Linked DNA regions of Mus musculus: region 1 is linked to region 2. A link is a contact called in public HiChIP or PLAC-seq data. All regions are on one chromosome and are shown on one strand. The core of a region is the stretch at or near the end of the contact, and the rest is flanking DNA. Distances in the headings are between cores, read along the strand shown.

Region 1 (7,258 bases), core at 2,247-4,746, 240 kb before region 2:
GGGACAGTCCCTGCTGACCCAGCAGTACAGACCCAAGTCTAAGCCATGGGTACAAACTTTCACAGCATTTGCTATAAAACTCTCCCAATGTGTAGCACCCAGTCATAGGAAGACAGCCAGAGTCAGTAAAAGAACATTAAAAGGCAAATAAGAAAGGCTATCTTCTATGTTGCTGATGACTTGGGAAAAAAACAAAACAAAACCCAAGGTTAGAGTAAGAAAAGTTGACAGCTTCCTCTGAAAGATGTCAACTCTTTGCAAAGGAGCTCTGTGCTAGCTAGCACCGTTCTGCTGACAAGATCCTACCTATAACTAGGTGCAGACACAGAGAAGGATACCCTGCTCTCTTTCCTGTGTGGATAAAAGGAGCCTTATCGTGTGCTGTGCTGTGTAATTGCTTCTATAGGCCCATCACTGATCAGTGTATTTATTCTCTTTTTAAAAGACTAGAAAGGTACCAATATCAGCAAATCACCCACAGAAAAATGAGACTGTGTCCTCAACCCCTAATTTCTAAGAAAATGTAAATCTTCCTGGATTTTTCTTTTAAAAAAGGCAAACAATATTGGTGATCCTGGAAAACAGCAGTATAATTGTATGTTCATTCTTTTAAGATCTCGTATGGACAAATAATTTTGCTATGTAGAACTGATGTATTATGTTTCAGCAAGGTCAGACACATGGTGTCTGTGGCAATTAATGCTGGATATTCATTGTTCAACTCCCCAAGGAGGCCAGTGTGACTCCTGTAACATGAATACCAATGTGTAATTGCTATCTTTTCATTTCTCCAAAGCAGTTCTTTTGTTATCCATGTGGCTGAAGTGAACTAAAGTGGCTGGAGAGAGGGGCATACATGGTGCAAAGGTGGGGGGGGGGGGAGAAGAAAGCTGGTACGAGACACGTGGAATCAGACAAATAATTCTATTATTTGAAAGAACAGATGTGAGAAGGCAAAGTCTTTCCCCAGCTCCCTCTAATCGTAAGCCAATATTCATCTTATATGAGCCACTGTCATTCTGAAGTACATTTTACATCCTATGTGCATGTGATATATGGCATTATTAACTTCTGCAGGCTGCACACATACATATGGATGGGCAGGACTTTGCTAATGTCTGTGTAAGTGATATGTATGACATGGCTGTGCACACAGCAGTCATACTTTACTGGGCAGGAGAATAGCTGAGTCGGATTGATATACTATCAATAGCATCTTATGCCACTGTAATAGGTTCCATTTGGAACCTGTTAAAAATAAGGGAGAGGAGAAGCAGAAAAATCAATGAGCAAGGGAAAATGTAAATTATTGAAACCTGCTGTGAAAACAGAAGACTCCCTTGTGTTATAACCGTCTATGAAGGAGGACTAAATCGATGCACCCGAATCTCGGCATCTGTCCCCAGTTCCTTTTCCCGAAAAAGAGGAAACAGCACCATCGAGCTGGGGCATTAAATCTTTATTTCAGAAATTGCTAGGGTAAAAATAAGAATTAGGACTAATGGTGGAAAATATGTTCAATGACAGATCATCCTTGAAACAGAAGCATTAAAACTTGTAATTGACAGTTGTTATGCAGCAAACAAAGAGGGCCTCCTTTGGGTAGGACACCCTGCTGGACAGTAAGTAGCAAGCAAAGAAGACAAACTCTGCTCTGAACTAAGTTATCTGGTACCAGGAAATCAGAAGCACAGCTTGGTCACATCCTCAGGTGATGCTAAGGGCAGGGGACCAAGGCAAGTGGAAGCCACGGGGTTTGGTGGTCAAAGATAAGTGGCCTAAGAGACTGAGAATGACAGCTGATGTTTGAGTATTGACAGGATGGAATACTGTAGATATTTACCAGGCAGTTAGAAGGAAAACACAGTTTTTTGCACAAAGGCCAAGGATAGAGACAAGTTTGTTAATAATTCAGATCTTGGCAGTTGATAAAGTTAAGGGAGAAAGACAAGTGTGGAAACTAGGAAATGAGATTTAATGGGAACAACACAGTAAGAGATGAAGGCTGATAGCAACAGTCTCTGGGAAGTTACAAGGAGATGAGGACTTGGTGAGCCAGGAGGAGCTGGAAGGAGGAGCAGGGAACAGCATCAGGAGGTCCAGGGAAGAGCCTGCCCCATTGATGTTCAAACTGACAAGCCTAAGAAAAGATCTGCTGGCATCACTTTGGGGCAAGAGGTAAGAAGGAGGAGCCATAGCCCAGGTGCTCTGGAAGCTAAGGCAGGAGGATCACATGTTCAAGCCAACCTGAGGCAAGGACCAAAACACTGACTGAAGCTTGGAAAGGGGGCCTGGGATATAGCTTAGTGGTAAAGAAAGCTCTGAAACTTTACATTTAATTCACAGATGAGGGAGGAGGCAGAAGAGGAAGGAAGGGAGGGAGGGAGGGAGGGAGGGAGGGAGGGAGGGAGGGAGGGAGGGAAGGAAGAGAGAGGGAGGGAGGGAAGAAGGAGGAAGGGAGGGGGAGGGAAGAAAGGAGGAAGGAAGGGAGGAGGGGGGAAGGGAGGGAGGGGGAGTGGGACGGAGGAGTGTTAAGGAAAGGAGGGAGATGGTGTGGAAGTCTCAGGGCAACCTGAGACTTTCAATGTGTAGGGCTGGGGAGCTTGAAGACACTGTGGCCCTTGCTGAGTAGGAACACAGAACACAAATGCAGGATCAGGCTACAACAGAGTCCTCTTCCTTTCAGATAGAATCCGACAGCTCAGTGAAGCAGAAACAAGCTGGAGAGATCATATGCAATGGTTTCTTAGTACACTGGTACTGAGGCAGCCTCTGGAGGAGGGGTGTGTGGTGAGGTTGGTAGCCTAAATAAGACATTACTGGAAAAGTGGCCTCAGGGATGCAGCAGGGGACGAACCAGTTATGAAGAGAAAGACTGCCCGGCGGCTTTGTGAACTGCTGAGGCTAGAAAAGACATTTGTGGTTTTATGACTTTCTTGCTGCTCTAAGTGCTTAGGAGCCTTAACGGAAATGAGTGACTGATGAAGCCCATCCAGGGTAAGGAATACACAGGGAGCTATCAGAAGCCAGGGTGGGGAGAGGACCCAGGGATCAGGCACATCAGGAAAATAGCCCTTCATCACAGAGTGTCTGAAGGGGCAGATCCATTGTGAAAACTGAGGGCTGCTGACCATCAACCACATGGGCTAACAGCATAGGCTTTATTCAAGGGAGCAAAGGCTCCACAGTTCTGAGTAGTGAAGACTAAGGGGAGGGACAGAGGCCCCTGAATGACACCAGTACTTTGGGTTGGGTCCTAGGTTCCAGATTTACTACAATGCTGACAACTTCCTAAGTGGTTAGTGCACTAAAAGCGTCTTTGGTTTGAGCTTTTAGCCTCTTGTCCTTGATCCCTTGAAGCAGCTTGAACAGGTCCAGAATTACAAAGGAAGAAGGCAACTTTTTTCATTTAAAACAAATCCCTTTCCACATGCCCAACTGGAATTTATGTTAATGAGGTCACAGTGGGGAAAGTCACCAAATAACCCCACCATAGGAGGCCAGGTTGCTAAGGAAACCAACCACCTGCTCAGAGGGCTCACTGCCCCTGTCCTCATCCCTAAAGGTTTTAGTGGTCACCAAGGCCCAATGACCTAATCAATTATGCATGCATAAGGAACTCGGTATGAAGGACCGAGTTCAAGGGTTTCTGGGAAAGTGAGTGAGGGTCCATCCACCTGTCCAGAAGGCAGTGCATCCCAGCTGCACAGAAAGCAGTTGTACCTAGGACATATGCCTTTGCTGTTCATTTGTGTCCTTTAAAATATTCTTTACAATAAACTGGTAAATGTATCTCCTGGGTTCTGAAGCCACTTTAGAAAATGACTGGAACCAAAGGGGTAGATTGTGGAAACGCCAATGTACAGCCAATAGATCAGAAGCATGGATAAAACAGCCTGAAGCTCCTGATTGGCATCAAACTTTGGGGCTCAGCCTACAGGGTCTGATGCTACTCCCTGGTAGACAGTGTCATATACAGTTGAATTATGGGTAGTTGAGCTTAGATCACTACAGAACTGACCATTTTTCTGGTTGGTAGGGGACCCCCTCACACATATCTGGTCACAAAAGTATTCTGTGTTGACAGCTGAGTAAGAAAGAAAAAGCCCTGTGCTGCCCTTGACAGCTGAGTAAGAAAGAAAAAGCCCTGTGCTGCCCCAAGCCACAATTTTAGACCCTGACACATGGGAGCTGAGCTGGCAGTTACAACCAGACCTTAATGTTCTGTTCTACACGATTTTGTAGGGAATCAACAGCAGACAATGTCACTAAATAATCACAGCGGGTCAAAACAAAAATGCAGCCTTTTAGTTATTATATCCGAATGAAGAATGAATATTGTTCAACCCACAAAATCCCCCAAAGCCTGTCTGCTACCTGCTGCTCTTTCTTTGCCCTAGCCTGCATTCTCTGTTGGGAGGATAAGACTTAGTCACAGAATTACCCTAGTTTCTAGACAGTAATCCAGAGCAAAGCCTCACTTCCTTGGGATCTTTCCAAGGTCAAATCCCGGAGTACCTTCCTGTAACTCTTTCTCTAGGATCCCCTTCTAGAGCATGAAGTCTCAAGATGCGTACACAACAGCAATGAGGCCAATTCAGTCACCTGCAGGGGTGGTCCTGGAGGTGGTCTCTGATGAGGTTAACAGGGTCTCATGCTGCCCTGGAACTAGAGTGATAAAGGAGATGGCACAATGGAGTTTTGGAGAAAAAGCACTTATTGGTAAGGTGTTAAGTGTCAGGCATTCCTGTCAGTGATAGAGGGGCATGAGGCGTATGAGTATGACGGGAAGGCAGAAGCCAGACAACGAGTCCTTCAAGGAAAATGGGACAGCATCCTGGAGTGAGGACCAGAGGACCAAGCCAGTGGCATGGACTCTGAGGAGTAATGGCTTTGGGAGATGGGTTGAGGGTATGGATGGCTTACGTTGCAGGAGGTACCATGTTCTTTTCTACTTCTTTAGGGAAGTCCTCACCCTCTAACACACACTTTAATCCCAGATCTGATCTCATTCCCACTTCAGGGATGGCACAAGGAGCTCTGGCAAGTAGCTAAGTGGACTCCTCAGAGTTCTGCCCATGGGCACATTACTGGAGACAGTAGAAGAAGAGGAGGCACAAATGCAAGTAGTAAGTAGTCCTCAGATGACAGTGGGGGAGCCTGTGTGATAAGAGTGGAATTGAGTGCTGAGGCTTATGGTCTCCTGCAAAGAGCCTTCTGGAGGAAGAAAACAGATGAGGGCTCCTAAGGTCCACCCCCACCACCACCCCCCGCCCCAATTCCTTATGCCTGATCCATTCTCTGGATGAACAACATTGATGATTTTACTCAGTTCGACTATACTGCTATCCGGAACTTGAATTCAGAAAGCACAACAGAACAACCACCTTCAAATGACCTAGATTCACTTCCATGGTCATGCTCAGATTCTTGTGCTTCTACATCAAACCTGTGGGGTTTTTTCCCCCCATTTATTTATATGGACAATTGTATTTGTATTTACAGATTGAAAATATAGAGTTGTAAATATACTTTTTTTTTAAGGGAAGGAGAACGGGTGTTCACAGTTTAGGAGGCCTTAATTTTATTTGAGCCAAATTTCTAGTTACATTTGCATTTTCATACATTACAGTATGACCAAGAAAAAGTGGTGACAGATGCATTTCTCAGCCTGCTGGAAGGGTCATGACCCTTAGCTTGATTGTTTCCACTATTCCCAATTCCCATCCCAGGTGCTCTTGTAAGCAGCCCTGGCTTCTCCAGGCACAGCACATCTCTGATGCCCTGTGAGTGAATGCTTTGTAAGAGCCCTTGCCTAGAGGCTCAGATTATGGGCTTTGAGAGCCAAGAACCTCTGACTGTGTCCTGAGATAAACCATCTTATAAGCAGAAATTCATATTTATCATCTCATCTAAGGAGGTTTGCTTCTTTGAAAATTCTCCTGACACTAACTCCCTCATTCAGATAAGATGTCCAAAAACATCCAATTCCAGCACCCATCATCTGACTGTATGACCTCTGGTTACCTACTTTCTGTTTCTCTTTCGCTAAATGATGGCATTCCAAGGACAGGGACTGTGCCTTCTGTCCTTTTTCTAAAGAATGGGTCAGGGCCAGGCACATGATATTCACTTGATAAGGATGTACTGAGCATGCAAATCCATGAGCAAGCAAAAGAGGAGGGACCCCAGCTGCCTCATACGGCTCAAGGTCACCTTGCTGTAAGGCTCTCACGCTCCCACTCACCCTCCACTCAGACCTTTCCTCCTGCACTGGGCATGACAGAACATGTTTGAACTGAAGTGTTCAAGCTGCCCACTCCACATGTGCTAGGGGTTCTAGCAAACGAAGCTCCTAGGCAACTAATGCTTAAGAGGTCAGGTATCTCAGCACTGGTAAGGCAAGCATTAAGTGGTGTTGTCCCTTAGGTCTATGTCTGTGAACAACCAAAACAGCTGGCGGTCATGAACGTGTCAGACGGTGGGCTCTGTTATGAAGCCTTTGTATTCCTAACCTCCTGTTTGTACTTCATTCTCCCCTAACTAGATTTCCCCTCACATGGTCCACTGCTCTAAAATCATACCTGGTGTGGGACAGTCTGAGAGAACCTTTCAGACAGAAACTGTTAACAGTGCCCTAATCTGACAGCATTGGCACCAGGACGTCATAGGATGAGCACTGGTCTCAGCTACTTCCCTTTGAGCTCCTGATACAACAATCCTGGTACTAACTTACAAGTACACTGTTTACAGTCAACAGCTTGCTGTGCATCCTTCCATCACACAGCCTTGGCTTGATTCGTCTCACCTCCAGAAAGCCAGGACCTTGACCTCCAGTCCTATTTGGTGGTCCTGTGTGACCCTGTGAACCATATGAACCTCTCCCTCTTCACCCCCCCCACCCCCGCCAGAGAGCTGTTAGTTTCCTGTCTTTCACAAACTATTAACTTTCCTGAAATAGAACCTTCATTTTGCACTCCAACAATCTGCAGGATCTCGACAGGCTGCACTCACTCAGTGAACAGTCACTCAATACATTCATGAATAAAAAAGGATGAGTGGACAGATGTGGATTTTAAAGTGAAACATGGCAGGAGACACTTTCAAGGAGGCAGGGGCAGGGGGCACCAGGTTACCCTGGTGGTGGATATCGGCAGCCACTATGCTACCTTGACCACCATCAGAAGTGAGGCACTCAGAGAGACAGGCTAACCCAAGGGTCATGACAAACAGGCTAGGAGTTATTTACCAGCTCAGA
Region 2 (7,377 bases), core at 1,999-4,498:
TTCCTGGTAAGAAAAATGAGATGGGGAAGACCTGTGTGATTCAAGACAGTCCTGTGTTCTAGACTGCCTTAACCTTAGATGTGAGGCCAAGGAGCCTGACTTCAGAATTCTGTGTTCCTGACCCTCATCCTCAGGCGACTTTTCCTGGGTAAATGTCCTCAATTATGTTTTTTGAATGAATAAATAAAGATGAAGGGGTGAACAAACAGAAAGAAAGTAATAGTGCCAAGTCCAACCATGCGGGTGGAAAGGTGGCAGCAGAGAAAGTTGCTCCCAAACCCTTCTTTCCTGCCCCAGAGGTGATAGACTCTGAGTTGGAACCAGGATTTCCTAGGGACAAGTGACCTAAGCAAGCAGGCTTGTTTACACAGCACACAGCTGCCAATTCAAGGAGGCAAGAAAACAAAGGTGCTTTCCACACCCTGCTGATAAGGAGGCTTCCCTGGGGCTGTTTACTCTCTCAGAGGATAGGATGCTGCCCCTGCAGAGGCCTGGATGCTAACAGAAGGCCCTGCAGTTCAGGGAGGTGGCTAGGGCAGCAGCCTGGAGGCTCCCACCCAGTAACTACAGTGGGAGTAGAGGGCTGTAGTGCCTGAGGTCAACTGTACCTAGTGCTAGGTCTCAGGAGCTGGGGACAAATGACTGAGATTTCTATTAACATACCAAACACGATGGCCAGCTCTTCCAGCATGTCTCACTACCTGTAGCCCCTCCAAGCTCTTCCAATATAACACAGTACTTGTGGCCCCTCTCAACTCTCCCAGCATCCCTCAGTACCTGTAGTCCCTCCCAGCGAAGGCCTGTTTTGTACACTATAAAGTTTACCCTTGCGTTATTCAAATGCTGATTTCTCTGCCATCATATCTAGTTTCAATCCAGACTTGGCACTGTAATGCTTATATCAAGAATCTCCTGTCTCTCTATCAACCAACCAGACCTCCTAGAGCTCTCAGAGACTAAGCCATCAACCCAAGAGTACACATGGTTCCAGCTGCATATGTAGCAGAGGATGCCCTTGTCAGGCATCAATGGGAGGAAAGGTCCTTGATCCTATGAAGGCTCGAAAGATGCCCCAGTATAAGGGAATGATGACAGGGGGGTGGGAGTGGGTGGGTAGGTGGAAGGGAGGATGGGATGGGGGTTTCCAGGAGGGAGGAAACTGGGGAAGGGGATAACCTTTGAAATGTAAATAAAGAAAATATCCAATTTAAAAAAAAAGGCACACACACACAAAAAGAATCTCCTGTCTCAAGTTTGTATAAACTGTTCTTACCACTTATTCTTTTCCTCATCAATAAATGCTGACCACCCAATGGGTGGGCAGAAGAGAGAATAGAGTGGGATGTTCCACTAGCAAGAGGAAGGAAAGAGGGAGATTCAGATGGGTGAGAAAGATGGAGGAATTGGAGCCATGAAGAAGGGGTGAAAAGGTCAGCTCAAGAACTTTGGGAAGGTCATGAAACACTCACCCATCCAGAAGGGAGGGGCTACTTAGCATTTCTCAGACCACAGGTTGGGCCCTGGTAAGCTAAGGCTCCCCGGAGTCTTACAGGGGTCCAAGAGAAGCAAATCAATAATAATATACAGGTATTGTGGGAAGGGGCTGGGAGGTAGCCAGATTGGTAGACATTTAAGGCACATCATTTGACTGCTCAGATAATACGGTAAATAAAATTTATTTATTTTAAATAAATCTTGTTTCCCCTGGGACGTTACTGGGGATTAGCATGAGGTGAATAAATACAGCCCCCAGATTAATTCACCATTTACATTTATAATAAGAATAATTTATTTACATTCAAGCTTTCCCAGTATCTTTGGTACTTGTGGCTCCTCCCAACACTTCTCACCCCACTTCCTACCCTAAACCTCTCCCTCCCAGGGCCTGGGCTTCTGTTTCCCTTGCCCCAGCCTGATACCTACATAACTCAACTATTTTGGCCTGGGCCGGGCCACCTCTTACTGAGGTCCAGGTCCACTCTCTTTCTCTCCCTTTCTGCCTTTCTTCTCGTCGTCTGGTTTGGTCCCTTGGCCGTGTTCAGCCTGGACTCTTCTTCCCTCTGCCTGCTTTCTCCCTTTTATCTACAATAAATATCCCCATACTTTAGGAGTAGTCACATCCTCCTTTTACTCGTGATTTCATTCACCTATCTCATTCTCCGCACTGTGAGTCATGGCTGGGCAGGGCCCAGTGAAAACTGGCAATTAATGTCTTTGCTGATCTGGTTCTACCGTTACCCTACCTGTGTGCCCTTATTGTGCCTACTTTGGCACGGGGAGAAAAGGAGAGGGGGGGGGGTAAAATGAAATATGCAATCTCTTCTATTTTTAGGGAGGTGTCTTTGGGAATCACACCCACCCATCCTGAGGAAGCCCACAGACAAAATGTCCCATCAGCCTGGAGGCTGCCTTAGCAGACCGTGGCAACAGGAGACACAAGGACCCCAGGCAGAACAATAGGGTGGATTGTGCCTCTCACGGGAATTTTACTTCTGACTCTGAATAACAAGTTTTGATCTCAGGCTTGCTGCCAGCTAGCAAGCGAAACCCTTCCAAACGTAGGTTTCCCCCTGGAGACTTAAGAGTTTCACCTAGGAACTTGGTGTGGATGAGCTATGCTATGCACACAGTACGGCCATGTAAAAACGGTCAGGAAACTCACGGTCCTGAGCTATTAGACGAGAGCTGGGACATGACGACAGCTCCCACTAAGCCAGCAATTGTACAGCCTGCCCTGTAAGGTGTGCGTTTCCTGCGGGTTGGATGGGATCACGGTACAAGGGAGCCACAATGACGACTGTACTGGTCGAGCTTGAGACCCATGATCCAAAGCAGAGAGGAGAAAGGGGCCCTTGTTTCTGCTGCACAGGTTCATCTCAGACGCCTGGATGGTGGGGCTAACTAGTTTGAGAATATCTGGTCAGGGCTGAAGGAGTTTCTAAATCTTTCCATATTGTTTTCAAGTGCAGCAGCACAGGTTCTCTTGGGAAAACAGCAGAGTTGAGCCATACAAGGACAAAGACTCTTGTCTGCAAGATCGCATCGAACCCCATTGTGCTTTCAGGTCAGGCCACTGATATCTGAACTCTTCAAGCTGTGTCAACCCCTCTCTCATCTCGTCTCCTGGTGCCGTGTGAGGTGCTTGAAGGAGCCAGCGGCAAAGGAAACTATAAATGCCCTTCCTTGTCCCCTCCAGCTGGCGTCCCTCAGAGTCCGCTGCTCAGGCGCAAAGAGGGAAGCACCTGCATCTTTCTGGGCACCTCCCAGCATGAGGCTGGCTTCCGGCCCTCAGCCTTTGAACGTTGCTTTGTGTGACCTCTCCACCTCTGTGGAAGCTGAAGTGCTCCAGCCTCCCTGCTGCAAGTGCAGGGCACCAGTTTCAGCCTGTAGCTCCCCCCCCCCCCCCAACTCCCGATTCCTAGGGCCAAGGAACCAAAGCAGCAGAGGGTAAAAGAGGGAGGGGTACAGAGGAAGGGGCGTGGCTTTCGGGAAATGGCGTCACTCTCCTGATTTCACTCTGTTGGGGTGGAATGAAACAACCACTCATCATCAGTGAAGCTTCTTTCCCCTTGATGAACTGGAAAAGCTATAACTGGAGGACTTTTCAAAAACCAATCAATGAATAAATAGTTCCATTTCCCCCGCTTGGTTTTTATTTATGAAGTGTGGGCTGAGAGATCCCTTGTGGACATTTTAAACACAGAGGCAGGTCACAACAGCAGCTAATGGTCAGTTGTAAATGGTTCTGCAGTATGGCTGTCACTCAGAATGAGGCATCATTTAAAAAATGAGGCTGTATGTGAGATAAAGAATAATTTAAAGGCCCATTGGATGACAGTATTCACACTTCGTTGAGCAGAACAGCCAGGTAGTTATTTAAAAGACTCTCGCCAGGTTGGGAGTCTTACATCTCTAATCCTAGCACTCTAGAAGCTAAGAAAGGAGGGTCTATGAGAGAGTTCAGGAGCAACCTGGGTTACATAAGTGATTTCTCAGCCAGCCTGAGCTACAGAGTGGGACTGTTAACAAACCAAACTAACACCCCACATAGACCCAGAAGGCTGGTTCCTGGCCCCTGAGATTTGATTCTATTGCTAGAGGCCAGGAACAAAAATTAGCCCTTGAGTCTGTAATTCCAACCTAGATCTAACTGATCCTGACTGTGCTTTGGAAAGAGGCATCAGCGAGGACATAATGTGAGATATTCAGCCAGAAGCAAACGGAGTGGTGGCTCAGCAACTGTTTCCTGCCCCCAGGACAGTAGTTTGGTTCCCAACATAGGCATTGGCTGGCCTCACAACCACAGACAACTGTACTCACAAGCACATACACCCAAACACACACATGCACATTTTTTAAAAAAAGAAATCTATATGTTGAATTTGAGAACGAGAGCTCAACAATCCATTTTCACAATCCCCCAGATGATCAATCATACCTCACACTGAAGGCAGAGAGGCACTTGTCCCAACTCTCTACAGACACTGATGAGCAGACTGCTCTCGATCATTTTGTGGAAAAGCAACCTCGTGTGCAGAATTCTGCTTTTTCTAACAAGCACATCTTGAGACAGAGTTAGAGCTGTTTGGAACATGCAGGCTTTACTTCAGAGAGAGACTAACTCCAGGGTAGTCCTCAAATTCAACCTCCCCAGTTTCTGTGTCTTTGAAACAGGAATGCTGCCCACTCCATTAGGGTGCTCTGAGGAGTGGAAAAGCTGGAAAGCCTTGAGCCAGTGACTGGTGCTCAGCAGAAACTCAATGTATAATTTTCCTTAAACTAATGGGAATCTGGAATGAAAAAAGATTATCTATGTATGTATCTATGTATGTATCTATAAATCTATAATGTATCTATGTATGTATCTATATATCTATGTATATATATATGTATCTATGTATGCATGTATCTATATATCTATGTATCTATGTACATATGTATGCTTGTATCTATCTATATCTGTCTATGTATGTATCTATATATCTATGTATCTATGTATGTATATATGTATGCATGTATCTATCTATCTACCTACCTATGTATGTATATATGTATGTATGTATGTATGTAATGTGTGTATGTATGTATGTATGTATCTATCTATCTATCTATCTATCTATCTATCTATCTATCTATCTATCTATAGACGGGGTCTCACGAAAACATACTGTGTACCCAAACCAAGCCTTGAACTTGCTGGAGATGTTTTTTTTTTTTTTAAGATTTATTTATTATATGTGTATGAGTATGCTGTCACTGTCTTCAGACACACGAGAAGAGAGCATCAGATCTCCTTACAGATGGTTGTGAGCCACCAAGTGGTTTCTGTGAATTGAACACAGGACCTCTGGAAGAGCAGTTGGTGCTCTTATCTGCTGAGCCATCTCTCCAGCCCCACTTGCTGGAGAGTCTTAACCTTGCTAGGATTAAGACTTCCGGCTTCGTTTTCCAGAAAGCACCCAAGACTTATTTTTTACATTCCTTGATTTAAGGCAAATGTGTGAAGAACAATCCTGGATTTAAAGATGGCACAGGAAGAACTTTAACTCATTTAAGCCTGATCCTGGCTACCTCAGGCCTCCACAGTGGCCAAAACTCTACAATGTTCTGAAGCATCTTGAGCAGCATTTCACTTTCCCAGTTGACCTCTGTTGGTTGTCAAGTGTCAGGCCCACTGCCATGATATTTGGCAGGGGGCGGGGGGGGGGGGCAAAGTTCTGTCATCAACTGGTGTAAGAAAATTACTTCTGTCTGCAAATACTATTGAGTGTGGGATTCAATTGTCTAAAAGATGAGTTAGCACCATAACACATTCATGAGAGCAGATTTAGTATGGCAAGATGTGGTCCCTGCACTTTGTATTTTAGATAGTAATACTATCACATTAAAGAAAAGGCCACAGAAAAGCATGTGACAGTGACCACATCCACCCATTCTAAAGAAGAAGTAGAATGAGGTGTGGCTCATCTAAAGAACTTACAAATCACATGATGGGAACTTGGTGTCTTAAGAGTTTATTGCTGTGAAGAGACACCAAGACCACAGGAACTCATACAATGGAAAACACTTAGTTGGGGCTGGCGTATCATTTCAGAAGTTTATTTTATTAGCATCATGGCAAGATGCTTGATGGCACATAGGCAGATATGGTGCTGGAGAAGGACCATAGCTGGAGAAGGAACTGAGGGTTCTATATCTCGATCCACAGGCAGCAGGAAAAGACTGCATAGCTTGAGCTTAGGCGATGTGAAAGCCTGCTTCTATAGTGACACACTTTTTCCACCAAGACCACACCTACTCCATCAAGGCCACGCCTCCTAATAGTGTCACTCCTTATGGGCCAAGCTTTCAAACACATGAGTTTAGGAGGGCCATACTTATTCAAACCACCACATTTGGACATGTTCAAGGACCAAAGGTACTTACTAATTACCTGCATTAAGATGACAGAGTGTTGGTGGTGTGCAGCCACAGAAGTCACTTAGTACAATTAATGGTAAAGTGACTAGTGGCTTAGGGCCCAGAATGATGAATGGTGGTTTGCCGACTAGACCTTCAGCTTCAGACAAACATTTACAGAGAGGCTGCCGGGTGTTAGTTGCTTTGAGATGCATGATTTCATCTAAAGTTCAGAATTACTTTTATCATTATCTGCTTTTAACTGATGAGAATAAGAGGCATGGGGCATGGGGGCACTGGGTCAACATGTAACTGGCTGCAGGCAGATCCAGGACACCACCTTGGTTTTGTGGCTCTGAGTCCAAGGTTGATTTACATCACAGTTGTTCCCTTATGAAAGGCCAGGTGAGTATTTTATCACGGAGTCAGAACTTCCATCATCTATTATTCGGATGACCAAAGGAAGATACACAGGCTTAAGGGATACATTGTTATAAGTTACTCCATCAGCCACGGGCCATAGGATTGGAGGAGACATTTACTTAAGGGATACATTGTTATAGGTTACTCCATCAGCCACTGGCTGTAGGCTTGGAGGAGATACTTAGGTTGATATGGTCCCTGAATGGGGCCTCAGCATCAAGGGGATCTGGTGTCTGTCAAGTTAGGACTCAGGCTGTGCAAACATCCAACATGAGCTCAATCTGGATGATAGGAGGATTTCTGGTCATTAGATAAAAACCAGCATTCCTCAGGAACTTGTGAAACCAGTTCCCATCTGCCAGAAGAAGTCAGTTCCCTGACCTCTGGCCACAGGACACATGGCCCCTGTGTCTGCATGTAGAAGCCTATGTTGGCCTCCAGGCTTCCTCAGCATCACAAGACCGGTCACATATCTCAAAGCCTCCACCCTAACATGCTGGCTTCTTGCCTGGCCAGGCTTCTCTCCTTCCAGATACCTGTTCTCTGTATAAAGAC

What was found. HiChIP or PLAC-seq counts read pairs in DNA pulled down with a chosen protein or histone mark.
Region 1: a contact with region 2 is called in an H3K4me3 HiChIP or PLAC-seq map of embryonic stem cells, with 44 read pairs. The contact joins two enhancer-like sites. A contact is called at or near these places in 7 of 484 Hi-C or Micro-C datasets (bone marrow-derived macrophages, embryonic stem cells and nephron progenitors) and 14 of 115 datasets of contacts at active chromatin or transcription factors (double positive thymocytes, embryonic basal ganglia, embryonic hindbrain and 6 more).

Annotation. Positions count from the first base shown.
Region 1 is chr12:117,680,404-117,687,661 of GRCm38.p6, reverse strand. The region is part of intron 9 of Rapgef5 (Rap guanine nucleotide exchange factor (GEF) 5); the gene reads right to left. Among named protein-coding and RNA genes, the nearest start is that of Rapgef5, 150 kb to the right of the region's middle. Within about 2 kb of position 3,496, at least 17 of the 459 cell types and tissues checked have an H3K27ac peak or open chromatin away from gene starts, as enhancers often do. A contact at or near this core is called in embryonic stem cells, where this site is marked.
Region 2 is chr12:117,443,387-117,450,763 of GRCm38.p6, reverse strand. No RefSeq gene overlaps it. Among named protein-coding and RNA genes, the nearest start is that of Gm31482, 19 kb to the left of the region's middle. Within about 2 kb of position 3,248, at least 123 of the 459 cell types and tissues checked have an H3K27ac peak or open chromatin away from gene starts, as enhancers often do. A contact at or near this core is called in embryonic stem cells, where this site is marked.